Regions from separate parts of the Mus musculus genome. Here regions 1 and 2 are each linked to region 3. The links are chromatin contacts, called in public Hi-C and HiChIP or PLAC-seq maps. All regions are on one chromosome and are shown on one strand. The core of a region is the stretch at or near the end of the contact, and the rest is flanking DNA. Distances in the headings are between cores, read along the strand shown. Region 1 has its middle 79 kb from the start of Gm35222. Region 2 has its middle 42 kb from the start of Gm35222. Region 3 overlaps Npas2 (neuronal PAS domain protein 2).

Region 1 (4,220 bases), core at 233-2,732, 130 kb before region 3:
GAATCTTCTCCTAGCAAACTACAAACAAAGGAACAGAGAGCTCCCTGTCTCCAGAAAGGGCACTTCTATTTGCTCTAAGGTCTTCTGCAGCTGGGTCCACCTGCTCCTGACTCTCTTCCTGTGAACTTTTTGTTCCATGCCTCTCCTGCACATGTTTGAGAGTCTACAAACGACACACCCCTGTGTTTTAATGCAAATCACACGCATGAGTGGTTTTATGAGGAGAAAGGAGCACCATGCTCTTTTCCAAGTCTGATGCTCTTGGCCAGCTCAGCCTCAGCTCTTCTCCTCCCGGGTTTGGTAAGGTGTAGTCAAGACATGAGGGAGCTGTGGTCTTTCCCACTCTGGTCTGCCCCTCCTCGCTGTTCAGCGGGTAATAAGGTCTCGTGCAGCAAGGAAGAGGTCAGTGAGGATGAGAGTAGATGTAGAAGCTAGAGCAAAGGATTCATGCATCATCTAAAAACATTGACTAACACACACACACACACACACACACACACACACACACACACACCCACCACTGTAAACCAAACTAGAAGACACCTATGGGCCAGTAGTATACCACTTCTGTTCTTTATCATCCCTAGAGTCCTTCTTCATCGTAGATTAGGGATCTAAACTCTTCCCCCAGGCTGTCAGGCTGGGTGTCTCCATGCTTTTAAGTTCCTGCATCAAAATAACAACAATGTCCAATATCAACAATAGAAGGTAACTGAAGACCTTACCAATCAAAACTCATCAAACAGCCTCTCACTGTGGATTTTCCATTCAAATCCGTTTGCTCCGTCTTTCAGCTTGTCATCCTGTCAGCCTACTGGCCCAGCTCTCTGAACTTCTTCTGGTTACGTGACTCTTCTTTGCTTAAATGAATTCCATCCAAATATCCCGTCTGAAGTTTCTACTTTGGCACTATCTGCCTTCCAGTTATCTCGATGGCTTTTTCATCTCTCCGCCAGTTCCTAAGGCTGTCGTTGACAGCTGTGTCATCTACATCACTGTGTTGTGTGGGGAAATGCCGCCTTTTAACTACACTATACAACTCAAGCTTCTGCCCTTTCTTACTCTGAGCTCCCTGCCTTTAACAGGCCTGGTTATGGCTGAAAGGTTCTCTCCTGGCTCGTGGTGTGAACACTTGCTCTCTAGCTACAGGAGATGGGGCCTAGCTAGTCATTGGAAAGGCGTCCATGGGGTCTGGTATCCCCACCCACTTCCTGACTTCTGATCTACCCTCATGTAAACAGCTTCTCTCATACACTCACTTCCACCACCATGAACCGAGTAGCTCAGCCATGCCTTCCCTAAAGCACAGTGGTGTCCACGACCAAACCCACCTGAAACCATAAGCCGACAAAACTCATTCCGCTCTAAAGTTATTTCTGTCCCCTGGTTTTAGCGTCAGAACAGTAAACAACCCCAGTGCCTTCTTATCTTGCAAGTCCTCAGTCCTGGCTGTCCTGGGGCAGGGCAGGCGGCAGATGACTCATGCCCTGCCTGGCTGCTTGCTGAGTTAGATTTCACAGTCACAGATTTCTAGTCTTATAACCACACACAGATGACGGAGATTTCAGAGAGAAGCTGGGCAGCCCGGAGCGGACAGACGCAGACTGTGTGAATTATGTCCACAGGACAGAACAGCCGGGAGTTGGGGAGTGAGGTGGGGAGAGAAGAAGGTCCCATTGTGTCACCTGGGGCTCCATGGAGCTTTCTTTACTGTGGAACAGGCTCAGAACGTTGTTGGAGAGCGTCCTGTGTCAGGAGAGGCCAAGGACGCTGGGCAATTACCAGCGATAAACAGACTGCCATGAAATAGACCAAGAACCCTTTCCAATTAGGACAGTTGGATTTAAAAATTAGGATTTAATTTTTCCTTCCCCCCAGAAATAAGAAAGGGAACTAAATGCAAAAATCTGTTCTTTTCTTCCAAGAGACTTTAAGTAGCAAACAAGCAAGGTGTCAGGCCTGGGAAAGCCTTCTGTCTAGGCTCTGAGTAAATGAACTTGCCTTTTGGTGGGGAACTGGAGTTAAAATTAAACAGATACATATGCATAGCTCCCAACGAGAAGGATCCTACACGTGTCTTAAAAAGAAACCCGGTCTCACTGAGTAGGACAAGCAAAGAGAAGAATACAATAATCCCTCCTTAGAAATCCATCAACAGCCTCTCTGTTTCCCCAGCAGGGGACGGTCCTCTGAACGGCTTAGCAAATGTCTTCATGGTCTAAAAACAGATGAGAAGCCTTTGTCTAGGCTCTCTGGACCACAGCCCTTGTGGTACCTTAGTGACAAAAACAACAGGCACTTAAAGAGTGGCCTTGCACACCGCCACATCAGCCCCAGGCCCCATGCAGTCTTCAGAGTCTCTGGACACATCTGTAACCCTTATACCAGCTATCTGCGCTGACCTATTTTTATGTAACGTTGCATCCAGTTTCAAATTCAAATTTAGGTTCCATATTCTTAAAACCTAGAATAGTGCCTGGCTCATTGTTGATGCTCAATATATCCAACTTCCTTCCTGCTCCTAATTTCGACCGTAATTGAATGTGAAACCTGATCCCACGGAGTTCATTTTTTCTCCAACACAGCCTTAGATGCAGGCCAGCAGGCAGCTGTTGGGAGCCTTAGGGACCAGTGGAATGCTTGGATGACACTCCCAAGTCTTCAACTCAACTAGAAAAGTCACTGTGTCAAATTTGGTCTAGGGACGTTGGCAGATAGTAACATCATCCTGGGTGGTGTAGATTTGGGAATTTCTAGAATGAACTTGTCACCAAGAGTCAGTCATCTAAAAATTTCCCATAGGCCAAGGCTGTCGTTAGAATGGATCTCACCATGGTTTTGCTTTGTTTTTAACTCTCACACACTTACTTGGTCTCTGACTCTACATTCTCATTTATTGTTTCAGTAGACAGGAAGACCTTTGAGCTTCACCATGGGCACACAGTGAAGCCCACAACAGTGAAGGAGCACTCTACCCTCAAATGTAGAGATGGGGAAAAAGGGAGATCCAAGGCCATTAGACAGCATCTTCCTACTTCGGTGTCTGGCATTTCTGCCAATAGAAATGCTCACCAGCCTAGAGCTCTTCAGGAAGGAGAACATGTAGTCCTCCCTGTGGGAAGAACAGCAATGACCTCTGACAGTCCTTGCTCTATGATTCAGGGATGGCTCCTCCTCTCTGGTCACTGTCCACTGCTGCTTTCTTCCAGCCTGTGGGATGGGTTTCCACTAAAACCATTGGGCAGGCAATGAAGACAATTCTGCATGATTTCTTCCCAGCTCATGGGAGGAGGAGAGGAAACCTTTCCTATTGCCTGGTCCAGTCCTCACTGCCCCTCCTGGAGAGTGGAATCCACTCAGGTGCCTGGCCTTTCATGGGGATCTGATGGGAGTCACCACAGTTTGTGTGGTGTGCCCATTTCAGAGAGGCGCACCAGTGATATGAGAGAACTCCGACTTACACGACCCTGGAATCCACTCTATGTTTCTTTCGCTCTACTTTCTTAAAACAAAAGTGTTGCAGGATATTTGGTCACACTGTGAGCCCCCAAGATTGTATAATTTACTGGGAAAACCTGTTTTTCGTTGTGATGTGGCTCAGCCTTAACACACGCCTTTAATCCAAGAGCTTCCTGTCTATTGAAAAGAGGATTAAATGAAGTTAATCATAGGTCAAGAGGCGGAGCAAGCAACCAGTTGACTGGGAGTGAACATAGGCTTATTAAAAACATGCCACAGAAAGTAAGAGGGAGTCAGAAGGATGGATAGAGAGACGCACAGGAAGTAGAAAGGAAGAACATTGAGTTTGAAGGAATTGTTTGTTTGTTTTTTGAGGTGGAGTGAGAGAGGGGATTCCAGCTGGTATGTCAGATGAGGAGGAAGGTCAGCTGGATGCTTTCTCTGCCTCTCTGAATTAGCAGGCTTTCAACCCAGCATCTGGCTCCCGAGACTTCATGGGTACAAAAGAATGATGGAGATTTTGTTAAAACCAACAAAAATGTTCTTAGTTAAGAACCTAGCAGAAGAGGTTTTAGGTAGATGTCTACGAATTTCAGGGGTACTATTAGACTAAAAGTATAAGCAAGGACTCATAGGAACCCCATTTTGTACCTGATATTAATTATTGCTTCCACTATTAACACCAAACTAATGTCCTAGGGAAACTAATGGAGCCTTGTTGAAAGGGGCATATGTGGTACAATTTAGCATTCAAGGATCGA
Region 2 (3,866 bases), core at 1,270-3,769, 170 kb before region 3:
TGCATTTTGAGACTAGGTTTTCTACCAGATATAGAGCTCACAACTCAGACGAAGCCTGAGGAATACCTGACCTGGCCTCTCTCCCACACTGGTGTACCAAATGTGTGCTGCCGTATACAGCCTTTTATCTGATGCTGGATATCTGAACTCTGGTCCTCATGCTTGTGTGACAAGCTCTCTATAGACTGAGACATCTCCCCCACCCTGGAGTGGGGGTCCTGACCAGTACTGTGAAGGTTCTTACAGGAGCATCAAGTCCAGTGTTACTTCATCCTCTAAGAGACTTGAGAGCCATAGTTTCCATATCTGTGAAGTGAGAAAGATATTACCCACCTAACACAGCTGCTGGAGAATCAACAGCAATTCTTTTGTGAAGTGTTGGCAAATGGTGGGTCAAGGTAAGAGTGAACCCACTTCACAGGTTCCAGATGAACTGAAACTAATCTGGGGTGCATGGCATACAGCAAGAACTAAGAGAAGACATAGAGCTATGAGCAGTGACCCTTGGTTCAGTAAACAGAATATTAATTGGCGTAGAACAGTCATTGAGAATCAGAAAACCCAGAGCTCAGTTACAAATTAGCAAGCAGTGTAAACGATTGAGAAACTCCCATGCTTCCAAGGCATGAATGGAATGGGATTACCTCAGGAAGTTGCCAGACTCCCGTGAACTTTGCTTGCAGGGCTGGAAGCTTCCAGCAGTGGCAGATCCTTCTGGATCTTTTTTGAAAAGTCACTAATGTTTATGTCATCTTTATTCCTATTTTAATAATTTCCTCCCTCACTCAAGAATGTTTTATTTTCTTTCCTTTTGTGGGGGAGTACAAATATTAGAAGTAAAACTGATCAGATCTGGCTGATAAACCATTGATTTGACATCAATATTTGAACCCATTGAGACATGTCTGTTAGCCACACCATCAGTTATCTGTGATTTATTAAGAGGCACTATATACCCAACACCATCCAGGAAAATATGGGGCACAAAGGCAGAATAAATGCTTGAAGTTGAGAGGGCAAGTCAGACTTAGTCTCATGGAGTTGGTAACATCTGAGGGGTGCAGACTTGAGGCACAGTACAAGGTTAAAGAAGACAGAGGCCAGGGTGGTCTATTGTCATAGGCAATGATTTATGGGAGAGAATGGACAAGAGGCTCATTGGAGGAAAAGAAATGGGAACCAGCAGTTGGGTCATGAGAAGCCACAGCCCAAGCAAGGTCCTTGGGACCTGAATACATGGAATCCCGTGAGTCCATCCCTGTCCACAACTTGCCACCTCATTCCTTAGGATGGTATGGTTCGCTGACATGCTCAACCGAAGTCATGGGGGGAAAGGAGTGGTGGGTGTTGGGATAGGAGCATGTGTCTATTAAGGAAAGGAGAGGGAGAGGAACAGGACAGAGAGAGGGAGGGGGGAGGGAGGGAGGGAGAAAGCAAGAGAGAGAGGGGGGAGAGGGAGGGAAGAAGGGAGAGAGAGAGAAAAACAATGGGATTAACATAGACTTCCTCAATGGAGATCCTTTCCTTGGCTTGGTCCTGAGTGGTCAGATGTGTACAAAGTCTCTGAAGTCCCACACGTTCACCTTCCAATAGACTGGGATGAGGGCTGGTTGAGTGGCATAGGATTTTATCAACACACAAAACAGATTCTTGCAGCATGCTCAAGCCTGAGACAAGTACTTGCCAGGTTGGAAAAACGAGCTTGTGAGAATGGAGCATCCGGCAAGGGAGAGCCTCGTAGGCTCCTGACAGACTTAAAACTTCGGGACCTGGGCTGGGTTCCTCCTAGCTGAGCTGCTCCTTTAGGTAAACATCCTCTGTTAACCCCTGGCCTCTTGCATGTATGCTACCTTACCTAGTACATCTGCAACTGTGGAACAGAGATTCAGGCAGCTGGCAGTTCCCAGTCACATTGCAGACTTAGGAGTTCCTGCGGTGGGGGAAGCGACGTGGTCAGAGGAAGGAAGGTGTTTATGGAGCTGAGATAGTAACACCCTGGACTCTCCAAGAGCCACTGCCTCAAAGCGCGTTAGTGAACAACAGCTCAAGCTTGCCTGTCGGGTGTATAGGGTGAGAAGGGGAGGGAAGGAGGGCATACAATATCTGCCCCAGTCCTCAGCACCTTAGGATGTAGCTGTGGTGGAACACTTCTCTCCATAGGCACACCCCTGAACACTGGCCCTTTGATCCTGGCAAACCCCTCAAAAATGGGGGTGGGGTGGGAGTCACTATCCCCTCTCTTGCGGTTCTTCTACTTCCGGTGCCTGGCTATTCACAATCATCCAGCTCCATCCTCTCCAGCTGCCAGCGCACTATGGCTCCAGTCTGCCGCCCCTGTTATTGCTTTCTTGCTGAGTCCTTCACACTTCCACCTCTGCCTGTGCTGCGCTCCTAAAAGCAGGCAAGTATTGAAGGCCACACAGAAGAAGCTTTTTATTGGACCCAATGTTGCAATCCCAGGGGAGGCAGCGCAGTAGGATGTCTCCAGCTGAGTTCCTAAGAGCTTTAATGGTGCCCTTGTGTAGTGAGAGACGTGGGTGTTTGAACCAATTACAGCACTATACCACACGCTAATAGAGGTTTGTATCTGCACCAATCATGCCAGTTGCCTTGTTAGGCCACCAGGCAAATGTTCCCGTTCTAGCCTTCTTGGAAAAAGTTCTAAGGTCACTTAGAGTTCACTAAATGAGGTTTGTTATGGGAAAAAAAGTCTGCTGCAAAGTATTTGAAAAGCCCTGGATAGGGCTGTGACTTTAAGATGTGGGTGGTTCCACAGCAATTATTATGTAGTTTTCTCAAGGTGTCCAAGGAGTATTCAGGACAGCTGTTACTGGTGTGAGGGTAGTCCACCTGACTGATGGTCCTTTTGTTTGAGGTAACCAAGGCAACAAGGGAACACTCAACAGCTGCCAATTATGGAGCTAAATTGCCCTGTCTCTCACTGTCTTTGCCTATTTATAGGGGTAACATACAGCAGGAGCCCTTCAATAAGAACTAAAGAACCCACTATGGTCACTTGATCTTTGACAAAGGAGCTAAAACCATCCAGTGGAAAAAGACAGCATTTTCAACAAATGGTGCTGGTTCAACTGGCAGTTAGCATGTAGAAGAATGCAAATTGATCCATTCTTATCTCCTTGTACAAAGTTCAAGTCTGAGTGGATCAAGGACCTCTACATAAAACCAGATACACTGAAACTAATAGAAAAGAAAGTGGGGAAGAGCCTTGAACACATGGGCACAGGGGCTCGGAAATTTCCTGAATAGAACACCAATAGCTTATGCTCTAAGATCAAGAATTGACAAATGGAACTTCATAAAGTTGCAAAGCTTCTGTAAGGCAAAAGACATTGTCAATAGGACAAAATGGCAACCAACAGATTGGGAAAAGATCTTTACCAACTCTACATCCAATAGAGAGCTAATATCCAATATATACAAAGAACTCAAGAAGTTAGACTCCAGAGAACCAAATAACCCTATTTAAAACTGGGGTACAGAACTAAACAAAGAATTCTCAACTGAGGAATATTGAATGGCTGAGAAGCACCTAATGAAATGTTCAACATCCTTAATCATCAGGGAACTGAAAATCAAAACAACCCTGAGCTTCCACCTCACACCAGTCAGAATGGCTAAGACCAAAACCTCAGGTGACAGCAGGTGCTGGCAAGGATGTGGAGAAAGAGGAACACTCTTCCATTTCCGGTGGGATTGCAAGCTGGTACAACCACTCTGGAAATCAATTTGGCAGTTCCTCAGAAAATTGGACATAGTACTACCTGAGAACCTAGCTATACCATTCCTGGGCATATACCCAGAAGATGCTCCAACATGTAATAAGGACACATGCTCCACTATGTTCA
Region 3 (3,922 bases), core at 499-2,998:
GTTGGGGGTCACCACAACATGAGGAACTATATATATTAAAGGGTCACAGCATTAGGAAGGTTGAGAACCACTTTTTTAGATTACTGTGAGCTGGGATTAGATATTTTCAGGAATGACAAATAGTTCAGAGCGTATATGAGAAACCTTTTCTTGACCTTAGCTTGTGGATTTGTGTGTCTGAGAAAGAGGGCTCATCTGAATGTCAGAGCAACATTTTGTGGTATTGTATCAGTCATGTGTTCAATTAACTTACCTTCCAAGCCTTGGCAATCTGGTGAGATAAAATATTAGGAGTGTATCCAAAATTGTTCAGAAATGTCCCGATATCTTCCAAAATAGTGTCATATAATGAGATTCCTAAGAGGCTGCAAATGAAGCCACTGCAACATTTAATCGCGACTGTTCCAAGTTGCGTTCCACTTGATCAGCCAACAACTCTTTGGAATAAATAGTACCATGAGAACCCTAATTTGGGACACATATAACATGCCTGGCTTTAAAACTCTGAAGCCATTTCTGAGGCACGAGGAAAATGCCACTAAACAAATCACGGCTGTCACTTCCCTATGGCCCACACATCTATCTGTATAGAAACAAAATACAGCACAGTAGTTGCACAGTCTTGCTTTTAAATTTATTTTTTATTTGGTGTGTATAGGTGTTTTTCTTGCATGTATGTCTATACACTGTATGTGTGTCATATCCATGGAAGCCAGAGGAAGGGATTGGATCCCTCGGAGATGCAGAAGGAGCTGCCATGTAGTTGCTGAGACTTGAACCCGGGTCCCCTGGAAGAAGCTCTGAAACACCGAACCATCTCCCCAGCCCCAACCTCATAGTTTATAAAGTGGATGAGGGGCCCATGAGGCACCAGTTGGAAATGAATGATTTCACAGTGAAAGGCTGAGGCAGAAACATTAGGCCGCGGCTGGTCTCAGCACCCTGGACACCATAAAAAGTTGTGAGAGGACCAAATCTCTATCCCAAGAAGACTGAGGCAAGGCGATTGCAAGTTCAAGGCCAGCCTGGGCTATATAGTGAGATACAATATGTAAAAGTGGGGAGAAGCGGGAGAGAGAGGGAGGAAAGGAGAGACAGGGAGAGAGGGAAAGAGGTGGAGAGGGGAGGAGGAAATAAAAAAATATTGAGAAACCTCTCTGGGGATAGTTGCCAACACAGAAATTCAAAGTGAGAGAGGCTATGAATGTTTTTTTTTATTCTTTTTAAAGTAATAAGTGCTTTTAAATACAAAACAACTGTTTCCCAAAGCAGTATAACTTGGGATGGCGTTGCTTTGATTTTTGTAAATCTCTTTAGTGTTTGGCTTCTCACAGGTGAATATCGCACATCAGTAAGCCCTGGGAACTCCCCTGCACATTGGTGAGAAAAGTGAGATTCAAAATAAAACTAATCTCAGTGCTATTGTGAGACCAAAGCAGAAAGGGAGAGATGAGTTTTGACTTCACAGACTGCAACCGTGATCACCAGCGTCCCAGACCACATCCTGGAAATCTCAGACATAATCGTAATTTAAACCAGGATATCCTTAGGTGTAAGAACTCTGAACCAATGAAACGTCTGCTCTTTGTGGCAAGATAACTAGAGTCCGTGGGAGGATATGCACTCTACCTGCTTAAGCTAATGCTGTGCTTTGGGCAGAAGTTCGACCTTCTCTCGGTACTGGGGCCACAGCCCCTGTTCCTCTGCTGAGGCCAACACTAACTCCCTATTTAGTGTCTGCGTCTGCGTGTTGCTAGGCTGATGTTTCCCACACACTGTTGTTTCTAGAATGACTCAGAACCTTTGGCTCCCATGACCTGTGACTCCTAACATCTTCTACTCTGTTCGGCAACCTGATTAAACTGTTCCTTCCTGACTAAGATAAGAGAGTAGCTCCTGCACACCCAGGATCAACCTTTAGACCCACCTCAGGGAAGAATTTGAATTAGGAACGATTTCAGGTGTCTGGTACTGTCACCTCAACCCTCAACCCAGGCTTCCATAAGGGATAGCGGCTGCCTAAGAAATCAAGTTATTTCTGTTTGGACCAAAGTGTTGACCTTGAGGAAGGTGACCCTGGAGCAACCCTGAGGTAGAAGAGCTTGCCCTGCCTCCATGGACAATTGTTAGCTGTCGTAAGCACTTGCCCAGCCCCCATGCTACAGCTGCTGCCTCTTGCTTTCAAATCAATTTGAGCTCCAGCCTGAGACCCAGCTCTCGGCTAGTTACCCTGTGTGAGCCTCCAAGTTTACTTGAGTATTCGTTCTCCACTCTCCTTTCATGGTTGGAGAATGTGTGCCACTTTCTTGGGATAGCCCTTGGGGTTGACCATGTTCTGTGCTAAACCCTAGCGGTGCCATGATTGAAGGTGAAAAGCTGAGTGTTGAGATAGAAGATTTAAGACTAGAGGTGGAGAAAACGGAGCAGTCAACCAATGCAGAGAATCCTCGCCCATCTTCTGCTTCTTCTCAGACAGTCCTAAAGACATAAGCTATCCATGAATCACTTGCATGAGGCGGGACTTCATTTCCATGTCTGTAGGGAAAATGCTACAGAAGCGAGCTTGGAGCATTTTTTTTCTTTCTTCCACTTAAATTAGTTCTTTGATAATACAATGCATTCCAGTCACCCCACCTACCCTTTCATTTCTCCACATCTCTACGTAACCCGCCCTCTCCTTCCTCCCGCCAGACTTTCCAGACTCGTGACCATCAGTTTTGTGTTATGACTCAGTTACTTTATGTTCATGGGATTAGAACTGTGTGTTGGCGTCTGGTGGGGTCACCAGTGGATTCATCACCAAAGGCCATGACTTCCCCTCTCCCTAGATCTTTTGGGAACAAACAGTTCAGCATGAGGGGGTAGGGCCCCCTAAATCCATCCTCCATTCGTGCTTGGCTGTTGACAGACCCATTCTTATATAGACCCAGTCATTTTTCCCTTTACCCTCCCTCCTACTTTTCCCAGAAGGCTTTTCTCTCAACAGCAGGCCCAGGTTCATCTGAAAGACATCTCTTTGTCCACCAGTTTCAGACGGCATGGGGGCTGGCGTGTGGAGTACTGGAAACTAATGTAAATGTGAGGTGTTTTCTTTCTAGAATACATGAACCTATGTGGGCTGACTAGATTGCTTCCTTGCCCGACAGACTCAATGCCATAGAATTCCAGTAGCTATTCCCATGTCACAGGACAAGGAGGAGCAGGAGAATGGAGGGGAGCATCCTCGCGTCTTCATCTGGTTTTCCAGAAGTATCTACCGTGCGTCACTATATTCCAGACATAGGCCTCTCTCTAAAAGCAAAGATCATCTTTACAATTCTACCAAGGCTTTAGCCAGGAACAGATCATGCAAAATTGTAGGCAAAATATATTTAACATTCTGTAGGGCCCATAAAGATGGCTATTTTAGTTGTAGGAGCTTCGGTGATATTTATTTAGTTGCTATTTCTTTATTTTCTTGGGGGTCTGAGTATAATTGGAATAGACAATGTGTATTCTCTTTGGTGGCATGAGGCAAGTTGTTCTAAAGACAGGCCTTTGCAGCTCAATTTATTTTAGAGCCAATGAAATATTTGGTCTCTTCAACTAGACAGAATTTGTAATGGTTTCTCCAAATTCTCTGCTTTAAAGATCAAAAGGCTACTTTTTAGATGATCAATATTTGTTACTGCTTTTCTTGAAAACTGTTTCTTCTTCTGTGATTGGGAATGATATCTGTGTCTCTGATGTTTGATTCCTATGATCCTAATGAATTGTCATGTTCCTTCAAACATCAGTATGAGATGAAATGAGCCAGGCATTTCTGTCTGTGGTAGGGGTGGTTGTCAGCTTTCCTTAGTGGTTCAGCACATTTTTACTTTATGTATTTTATGAGTGTATATGCACATGCATGCACATGTACACACACATACACACACATGCA

What was found. Hi-C and Micro-C count contacts between places; a contact is called where the count stands out from the background. HiChIP or PLAC-seq counts read pairs in DNA pulled down with a chosen protein or histone mark.
Region 1: an H3K4me3 HiChIP or PLAC-seq map of intestinal villus epithelium shows a contact between it and region 3, with 6 read pairs. The contact joins two enhancer-like sites. A contact is called at or near these places in 1 of 484 Hi-C or Micro-C datasets (nephron progenitors) and 2 of 115 datasets of contacts at active chromatin or transcription factors (embryonic stem cells and intestinal villus epithelium).
Region 2: a Hi-C map of muscle stem cells shows a contact between it and region 3, with 2.5 times the contacts expected there. The contact joins two enhancer-like sites. A contact is called at or near these places in 2 of 484 Hi-C or Micro-C datasets (bone marrow-derived macrophages and muscle stem cells) and 1 of 9 other capture datasets (embryonic stem cells).

The regions. Positions count from the first base shown.
Region 1 is chr1:39,104,234-39,108,453 of GRCm38.p6, forward strand. No RefSeq gene overlaps it. Among named protein-coding and RNA genes, the nearest start is that of Gm35222, 79 kb to the left of the region's middle. Within about 2 kb of position 1,483, at least 102 of the 459 cell types and tissues checked have an H3K27ac peak or open chromatin away from gene starts, as enhancers often do. A contact at or near this core is called in intestinal villus epithelium, where this site is marked.
Region 2 is chr1:39,067,527-39,071,392 of GRCm38.p6, forward strand. No RefSeq gene overlaps it. Among named protein-coding and RNA genes, the nearest start is that of Gm35222, 42 kb to the left of the region's middle. Within about 2 kb of position 2,520, at least 16 of the 459 cell types and tissues checked have an H3K27ac peak or open chromatin away from gene starts, as enhancers often do. A contact at or near this core is called in muscle stem cells, where this site is marked.
Region 3 is chr1:39,233,448-39,237,369 of GRCm38.p6, forward strand. All of the region lies in intron 1 of Npas2 (neuronal PAS domain protein 2), which reads left to right. Among named protein-coding and RNA genes, the nearest start is that of Npas2, 41 kb to the left of the region's middle. Within about 2 kb of position 1,749, at least 39 of the 459 cell types and tissues checked have an H3K27ac peak or open chromatin away from gene starts, as enhancers often do. A contact at or near this core is called in intestinal villus epithelium and muscle stem cells, where this site is marked.